Regions from separate parts of the Sus scrofa genome. Here regions 1 and 2 are each linked to region 3. The links are chromatin contacts, called in public HiChIP or PLAC-seq maps. All regions are on one chromosome and are shown on one strand. The core of a region is the stretch at or near the end of the contact, and the rest is flanking DNA. Distances in the headings are between cores, read along the strand shown. Region 1 holds the start of KIFC2 (kinesin-like protein KIFC2). Region 2 holds the start of MFSD3 (major facilitator superfamily domain-containing protein 3). Region 3 holds the start of ZNF7 (zinc finger protein 7).

Region 1 (2,929 bases), core at 86-2,585, 170 kb before region 3:
ACCAGCCACTGCCAGCACCATGCCTCCTCCTAGAAGCAGATTGGCAGAAGAGCAGTCCCCATTCATCCAGTGGAAATCAAAGGCCAGAAGGGGCAGGCCAATGACAGTGGCCACCCAGGCTCCAGCAAGACAGTCTTCATCTGTGCGGAGCCCTGGGGCCAGCGTGGTGGCAGCGGCCAAGGCCTGGAGCAGGAAGCCAGCAGCGGCCCCTCGACTTGCCTGTCAACACAGGGAAGGGGGGAGATGTAGGGAAAAGAGGCCAGGACCTTCCTTTAAGCAGGGAAGGGTTTGGGGTACTCACAGAAGCCCGGCCTCCATGCTTACCTCCCACCACCCTCTCGCTGATTCAGGAAACTGGCTAGGTCTTTTGGGTTTGGGAGTGGGCTATGCCCCTGCCCCGCCCCAGGGTACTCACCTGGGCAGTGCTCACCGCCGCATGCAGAGACACCGTTCCCAGTACCAGGTGGGACAGGGAAGCGCTCCACTCGCTCCATGGCCTGGAGGCCATGGCACCTCTGGCGGTAGTGAGTTTGAGGGGACAGGAAAAGGATCCTCAACTTTGGAGAAAAAGGTGGAGGCTGGCGACAGGGAGCCCCTAAGGGCGGCTCTCCGGGCCTCCCAGGTTCCAGAGTCCCATTACTAAACGGTAGAGTAGGCTCAACCGAAACTCCCGAGCCCTGAGGCCACTGGACACAACCGTGGGGAAGGAGAACCTACATCGGCTGGAAAAGAAGGGAAAACACGGAGCGGGGCCTGGACCGGGTGGGCGTTAGCTCTAGCGCCCTGGAACCCAAGTCGGGGCGCAGGGCCAGGGGTAGGGGCGCGGAGAGGGGCGCAGGGCGAGCGCAGACCCACTCGGCCCGGCCCCTGCGCCTAGGGAGGAGCCGTCCTCGGCACCCGGCGTGGAAACAGCAGCCGTGCGAGCACTCAGATCGCTGCGATGCGCGGCTGCGGCGCAGCGGCGACCAGCAGGCCGAAACCAGCCCACCGCACCGCCCTCCGACTCCCGTCCCGCCTACCGCGCGCGGCCTGCGGCCACCCCTTACCAACCAACGAGAGGAGAAGAGGCTAGAGCGGCGGCGGCGGGGGGAGGGGGGTGCGGGCCAGGGCGACGCGGGCGGGGAGGCGACCCGGTTGTAAGAGGTGGGCGGGGCTAGGAGGGCCGACGTCTCCTCGCTCCCCGCACGCAACCCCACCCGTCTGGGGAAGGGAGTGGCCTGAGGAAGGAGCCTCGAGGGGCGGGGCGGCGAAGGGGCGGGGTGCAGCGGAGGAAGGGACGAGGGGGAAGGGCCCCGAAGACGGAGCGGGGAGGGGCGGGGCCTCTCGGGGCGGGGCGACAAGGGAGGGGCGGGGCGACAAGGGAGGGGAGCGACCGAGGAAGAGGTTCGAGGGTAGGAAAGGTGGGACACCTGCGCGGGCGGAAGCCTCTCAGTGGATAGAGCCCTGGGGGCCCCTCGCAGAGGATTGGTAGGGATCCTAGAAGAGGGGATGAGGGGGCTATGGGTGCTCTCAGCCCGGGGTCTCCGCTACGTAGGGTGGCGGCCTCGAGGACACCTGTCTCTGGGCCCCTTTCCTCGGGCGCCGGTCCTCCGCCCGCGGGAGCCGGGCCGAGGGGGCGGCCGCCGGAGCATGCGCACCGGCTCTGCGGCGGGCGGGCGCGGAGTCGGGGCGCGGGGACGCGGGGCGGCGAGAAGCGGGGCCCTCTGCCGCCCCGCGCTCCCATGTACGCCTTCTACTCGCTGCTCATCTACATCTTCTACAGCCTCTTCCGCAGGGATGGCGGGGCGGCGGCGTCCGCCGATCCTGGGAACCCCGCCGGCGACCCCCGTCCTCCTGGGAACGGTTCTGCAGGCCTGCGCAGCGTAGGTTCCAGGGCGCTGACGCGGGGGAGGGACCATGTGGACGACCCTGTCTCTGATGTTGGAAGCTGAGATCCCTGCACCAACCCCTCGGGCTCAGTCCCCGAGGCAGGCAGCCGTAGGCCGCCTGGCCTCTCCTCAGGGGCTCCCCCTGCTCCCTCCCTAGAGTGTCCGCTGCAAGGCCGGGGGTCGCCGCCGCCCCGACCAGCCCACCGCAGAACTGTGGACCGAGCTGACCGGCCTGGTCGGTAGGTAATGGTGCGTTAGGAACGCTGCCTCCCCGGGGCCGTGAGGGAGTGACACCGTCGGAGAGATGCTGGGGCGCCTGTGACCCCTTTGGGAGGGAGGGACCTGGCAGGTACTAGCTGGTGGCCTAGCGTTTGACACGTGACCCAGGACGACTACCCATCCCACTACCTGGCCTCACAGGCTGCTCGGAGTCTGAGGGTGGCCCGGGAGGGGCAGCCGAAGGCGCTCCCGCCGAGGTCTCCCTGGAAGAGGCTCTCGTGCGCCTTGCTGAGTTCCTCTCAGTCCAGCTGGGGGCGGAAGAGAGCTTGGGGAATCCTCCAGACCTGAGCAAGGTAAGCAGAGCGGAGACTTCTCCTCCAGCGACCTGTGCTGTTTCCCCACTTCCTCTGATCTCCATTCATAGCGCTGCCTTCCGGGCCCTCATTCTTGCTCCCTCTGATTCGTGTTTCTTTCACAGCCGGCTGATGTTCCCCCACTGCTGACGGTGACTGGTCAGCTCTTGGCCCTCCTGGCATGGATTCGGAGCCCCAGGGGAAGGCAGGCCCTGCACCAGGGGACTCAGCCAGCCTCAGGGGTGCAGCCCCCTGTTCAGGCTGGTGCGTAAGGAGTAGTGAGTTGAAGGGGGAGCTTGTCGAGGGGGTGGCACCCACTGGAAACCGAGTGACCAGCCATGAGAGGTCACAAGCCCTTCCCCGCTCTCCAGGCGCCCTCTCCTTTAGGCCAGCGATGATCTCTTCAGTCCTAACGGGGTCCCCCTCCTCCTAGGATCCCCGTCCCAAGAGGAAAGCCCTTCCCATTCCCCGAGGGTTGAGGACCAGGGG
Region 2 (2,700 bases), core at 36-2,535, 140 kb before region 3:
ATGAGGACGTGAGTTCAATCCCTGGCCTCACTCAGTGGGTTAAGGATTCGGAGTTGTCCGTGAGCTGTGGCATAGGTGGCGGATGCGGCTTGGATCTGGTGTTGCTGTGGCTGTGGTGTAGGCCAGCAACCGTAGCTCTGATTCAAACCCTAGCTGGGAACTGGTGTGGGTGCCGCCCTCAAAAGACAAGCAAATGAACAGAAAAACTCAAGGGGTCGTGAGGGCTCAAAGAGGGAGTCTTGGTTTTCCTAACTGGGCAAATGGCAGTGGTGCGCTTGTGGGACCGCAGGAGGAGCAGCGGTGCCAAGAGCAGGGACAGGAGGAAGAGCAAGCCCAGCTCCTTTGCCATGTGGTGGTCCCAGTGTGGTGTGCGTGACGTCCCTGTGCTAACACAGTCCGTGGCTGGGAAGCCATGAGGGGGCAGCCCCTCCCAAGCTGGAGCACTGGAGGGCCGGTTTGGGGGAGGAGAACACCTTAGATGCTTAGGAGGAGGTGCCCTGTGGAGCGCTGGGCCGGGGGACACCTGGACAGCCAGGTGCGGGGGCGACCTTGTGTCCTTGAACCTGGAACACGGGGATGAGCAGGCCAGACACCGCCGTGGATCCCTGTCCAAACGGGCCTCTGTGGTGGGCATTGCAGTCCCCATTTTATAGGTGAGGAAACCTGGGCCCCCCACCTATGCAGAAATGACAAGAAACTCAAAGTGGCCTCAGCAGGGGAAGGAGTGTGTTGGATCAAGTGCCTGTGTGTTGGTCTAGGGGGTGGGCCAGCTTCATGGAGCCACAGGCTCCGAGACAGTACTGGCCAAAGCTCCAGCTCTGCCCATGCTTCACTACCTCCTCTGGTCCTCAGGCACCCCACATGGCACAGCTCTGGGCAGGAACGGCTGTGTGAGACCGCTCACGAAGCTCACGTTTCCCCTCAGATTGGCCTCTCCCTCAGCCAAGGTTGGCTGGAGCCAAGCTGGCCCCACATAGGCTCTCCTGGCCTTGTCACTGGACACTAGAGGGCGATTCCGGCAGCAGCTGGCTGCATCCTGTGCTGAACTGCGGCTCAGACTTCTCCCAAGAACTTCCTCCCTTTCACCACCTTCTGCAGGCTGGGGAGGGCACTGAAACCAGCGGGTGAGGGGTCCAACAGCAGAAGCACAAGAAGGTAGTGGCCTTAAGAGGCCAACTCCTCTGCAGGCGCCACTGAGCGACCCAGTGGACACTGCAGCCACCAGGCTCCAGGTGAGACACTAGGAGGCACTTTCTGGGTCCAGCCAGTCTTGGGACTGGATCTGTTAACTCTGCGAGGCACCTGGCTGGGCCGCGGGTTTCGAGGCTTCTCACCCTGGAAGCTGGTGCCCCTGGCGCCAAAGCTGACCCCGGCCGCCGCCAGGTTGACCACCGGGGGCGCCCGAGGGCGGCTGGCACTCTAGCCCGCTCGCGCCCTCTATGGCCACCGCGTCTCTCCGCGGCGCCTGCGCGGCCCGGTCCCGAGCCGGGCGGCGAGCACCGCCGTGGCCGACTCGCGGTCCTTCCGCGTACTGACGCCCCCGAGGACGCCAGCGCGCAGGTGCCGACGCCAGCCTTAAAAAAAATCTTGGCCAGACCCCACGCCGAACCGCCCAGCCCCCTCTGATCCCACCGCGGCCGGGCCTGGAACCCAGCCCCAGCCACCAGAGCCTGGGCCCATGTCCCCGCTCTCCTGGCCATGCACGGGAAGCTGCTGGTGCTTGCCAGCCTCTACCTGGTGCAGGGCCTGCCCTATGGGCTGCAGTCTGGCCTTCTGCCGGTGCTGCTGCGGGCTCGCGGTCTGTCCCTGACACACGTGGGACTGGCCAAAGTGCTGTATGCACCGTGGTTGTTCAAGCTCGTGTGGGCCCCGCTGGTGGACGCTCGGGGCTCTCCGAGGGCCTGGCTGACGCTCAGCACAGCAGCTCTTGGCCTCTTGTGTGGGTTGCTGGCAGCTCTGCCTCCTGCTGAAGCTGGCCAGTCTGGGCTGCCTCTTACTGTGGCAGGGCTACTTCTGCTACTGAACTTGGCTGCAGCTGTACAGGATGTGGCCTTGGACACACTGGCGATGCAGCTCCTGGAGCCGGCAGAGCTGGGGCCGGGCAACACGGTGCAGGTGGTGGCTTACAAGCTGGGGGCGGTGCTGGCTGGGGGTGGACTGCTGACCCTCTTGCCCACCCTCTCCTGGCCCCTGCTCTTTCTGCTCCTGGCTGCCACCTATTGGCTGGCTGCTGCCCTGGCTTGGGCTGCACCGGCCCTGCAACAGCTTCCTGCGCCTCAGCCATCAGAACCCCGCCGACACACGCTGCACCTTCAGCAGCACTTGCTGGCCGTGCCTGGGACCCTGTGGATGGCAGGTTTTGTGCTCTCCTACAAGCTGGGTGAGTAGGGGCGGGAGCCTGGGGGAGCTCCAGGTGGGTCCCCATGACTATGGGGCCCATTTGTGGGACTGCCTTCCTTCTTTCTGGAGTACGACTTGCAGGCTGGAGCCCAGTGGCCTCGCTTCTTGTCCGGCAGGTCCAGCTCCACAGCTGTTGAGCTCCAGCCACACTGCCCCCTGCCAAAGCCTCTCTACTCCCTGCTGACCCTGAGCTCAGCCAATGCCCAGCCCCAGCTTCTGGCACCTGTAGCCTGAGGCAGAAGCAGGGTTGGGGAAGCACAATGGAGAGGGAAGCAGGCTGCCCCTGCTGATTTTCTCTTT
Region 3 (2,700 bases), core at 111-2,610:
GCTTCATTCACCTTTCAGAGTTTGCGCAGAGTGCAAATCACTCTGAAACACGAAAGGGGGGGGCACATGTACCAGGTGCTCAACTAAGCAGTGAAGAAGGACTCTGCCTTCATGAAACAGTCTAGTGGAGGAAAGACTTAAATGACCACTCCACCAAACACCAAGTTACACCTGTGATAACAGCACCGAAGTACAAGGAGCCCTGAAAGCATTTAAACTTGGAAACTCCAACTTCGTCTGATGGGTCACCTCCCTTGGCACTAATGCAGCCAAGATAATGGAGATGAAAAGGCCACTTAGGGCAGCAGGAACGGCACATGCAAAGGGCATGAGGCAGGAAGGAAGAGGGCTAATGAGCCGGGGCGGGGGGGGGGGGGGGGGGCTGGATCACAGGCATCAAGAGGAAGCAGGAAGGACAAGAACCAGGAGGATAAAGAGGCTGTCCCCACCCAACAACTTGGCCCCTCCCCAGGGAGGTCAGAATGAAAAGCGGGGTTCCTAGGTGAGCGTTTGGCTCAAAAAGTGGCTTGAGGGGGAGTGCCCTAGTGGCCTAGTGGTTAGCACTATGGCCCAGGCTCAACCCCTGGTCTGGGAACTGAGATCCCCACCTCAAGCTGCTGGTCACCACGTCCAAAAAAACCCCAAAACAAACAAACAAAACTACTTGAGGGCAGAAACCCCAGGCCGTGAGCACAGCGAGGGTGACCCAGTCAGCAGTGACCACTGCCAGGTGGGTGCCCATCTCGGCCTGGCCAGGAGACATGTGGCTGCCAGTGCTAGTTTCTGGGTCCCTTGCAGAGAAATGCAGGCCTCGAGCAGCAGCCAGAATTCTGAGAAGGTAAACAGCCTACCCCACCCACGGCACAGCCGTTTTGCCACTAGGTCTTCGAGGGGCGGAATAAAAAGCTCCTAGAGGGGAGTGGTTGTGCAGGAAGAAGCTGAGAGCCCCTTGGAGCACGCAGAGACCTGGCGGGAAGGTGACGAGGCTGCCACGAGGCCGGATCCGCGGGACTCCACCTTCCGCCTCCACCGGCCTCGGCCAAGGCTCGACCACCGCCCTGCCAGTCGCCCACGGACTCTGCAAGACGCCCGCGCGACCCGTGCTTCTTTGCGGACAGGCCCGCGGAGCGAAAGGCCCGCAGTGTCGGAGGCGGGACGGCGCGGGGCCCTCCGGCAGCCACCCCGCCCGCGGGCGTGGAGCACGTGGGCCGCCCGGACCCTCACCCACGTCCGTCGCACCGACTCACCCTCCCCAGGGCCGCCCGAGGCTCTACGAGCGCGACGACGCCGGAAACGGGCCTCGGGCGCCCGCTCTCTCGCACAACTTCCGGCCGTTCTGGGCAGCTCGGAGGCTCGGGCGACTCGGTGGTTCCCAGCCCCGCCTCCCGGGAGCCAGAGCAGGGGCGGGGCCAGGTCGCGGGAAAGGACGCAGCTCCGAGAGGGCGGGGCCGTAGCCCGGTAAGGGGCGGGGTCACAGCGAGACGGGCGGTGGGGCGGAGCCGAGGCCCAGGAACGGAGGTGGAGGAGCAGACCCGGGCGACGCGGCCCGCGAGCGAGAGGGTCGTCCGGGTCAGTCCAGCGCAACTCGGGTCACCAGTCCCAGGGCCCTGGTCCCCTTATTGGATCTATGTCTGGGTTTGCTGAAGCACCCGCTGGGCCCAGGACTGCAGAGACGCCCCTACCCAGGCTGTGCCCCGGGTGGAGGGGGACAGGGGGAACGGCTTCATCGCGGGGTTCGGGGCAGGACAGCTCAGGACCTGCGGAGATACTGGATGGTGTAGGATCCCAGGCCAAAGGTGGCGCACCCTGAGATCAGGTCAGACTTTTTCCTCCCTGCGCCCCACCCATCCCCAGCTTCTTGTGGACCCCGGAGCCGTCTGTTCTGGGAGTTCTTCCAAACCCACTCTCTGTGCTGTATGTGGGGGCAGCGGTCACCTCAGCTTCCTTGGGACTGACCGGAGCCTCCCCCTCAGCAGCCCAGCTCCCTGCAGCCTTGAGGAGGGCGCTGCCTGCGTCTTTGGGAGCCTCAGCTTCCCCTCCGGTTCCGGGCCTTGGAGTGCTGGTCTGCAGCTGCGGCCTGACTCTGTGCCCGGCCTGACCCTCGTTCACACTGCACACCCCTGGAGGCAGGACAGAAAGTGTGCACAGCGAAGACCCTGACACCCTACTGGTTGATGATCCAAATCCCGAGGTCCCTCTCAGAGTCCGGTGAGATCCAGAGCCAGCTAGAGGAAGAAAGTGGCCGCGTCAGCTCCCGAAAGGCCGTCTGGGTGAGGTTGAAAGGAAAAGCCAACAGGAGTTCCCATCGTGGGGCTTCGGAAACAATCCGACCAGGAACCATGAGGTTGCGGTTTCCATCCCTGGCCTGGCTCAGTGGATTAAGGATCCGGTGTCTCTGTGGCTATGGTGTAGGCCGGCAGCCGTAGCTCCCATTCGACCAGCAGGCTCTCGGGTCCACCTCCTCTCCCCGTGGTCCTGTGCTGCCTCTTCCTACCCTGCTCCTCAGCAGCTCAGTGCAACTCTCCTGTCCCCCGCATCCTCCCTGGTCGCACGCAGAGAGCATCTGTGCAAAGACAACAGACGCGTGAGTGGACAATGGGAAAGGAGAGGGACATGCCTGCTTCCCAGCTGCCCTCCAGGTCCTAAGCCCCAGCCAAGGGCTTGCGGGTACACTGTGCACCCTAGTGGTTCTGACCTGCG

The links. HiChIP or PLAC-seq counts read pairs in DNA pulled down with a chosen protein or histone mark.
Region 1: an H3K27ac HiChIP or PLAC-seq map of alveolar macrophages shows a contact between it and region 3. The contact joins the promoter of KIFC2 here to the promoter of ZNF7 in region 3. A contact is called at or near these places in 1 of 5 promoter capture datasets (liver), 2 of 47 Hi-C or Micro-C datasets (liver and subcutaneous adipose tissue) and 1 of 2 datasets of contacts at active chromatin or transcription factors (alveolar macrophages).
Region 2: an H3K27ac HiChIP or PLAC-seq map of alveolar macrophages shows a contact between it and region 3. The contact joins the promoter of MFSD3 here to the promoter of ZNF7 in region 3. A contact is called at or near these places in 1 of 47 Hi-C or Micro-C datasets (liver) and 1 of 2 datasets of contacts at active chromatin or transcription factors (alveolar macrophages).

Annotation. Positions count from the first base shown.
Region 1 is chr4:330,627-333,555 of Sscrofa11.1, reverse strand. KIFC2 (kinesin-like protein KIFC2) reads left to right here and starts at 1,335. Exons shown (of 18, transcript XM_021090435.1): 1 at 1,335-1,400; 2 at 1,763-1,862; 3 at 2,026-2,107; 4 at 2,566-2,718; 5 at 2,874-2,929. The coding sequence starts at 2,622. It overlaps LOC110255327 (cysteine and histidine-rich protein 1-like), which reads right to left and starts at 1,142. Exons shown (of 2, transcript XM_021090545.1): 1 at 416-1,142; 2 at 1-219. The coding sequence starts at 508.
Region 2 is chr4:294,540-297,239 of Sscrofa11.1, reverse strand. MFSD3 (major facilitator superfamily domain-containing protein 3) reads left to right here and starts at 1,285. Exons shown (of 4, transcript XM_021090521.1): 1 at 1,285-2,380. The coding sequence starts at 1,699.
Region 3 is chr4:157,877-160,576 of Sscrofa11.1, reverse strand. ZNF7 (zinc finger protein 7) reads right to left here and starts at 1,360. Exons shown (of 5, transcript XM_013987971.2): 1 at 1,248-1,360. It overlaps LOC110260418 (a long non-coding RNA gene), which reads left to right and starts at 1,436. Exons shown (of 2, transcript XR_002343668.1): 1 at 1,436-2,584.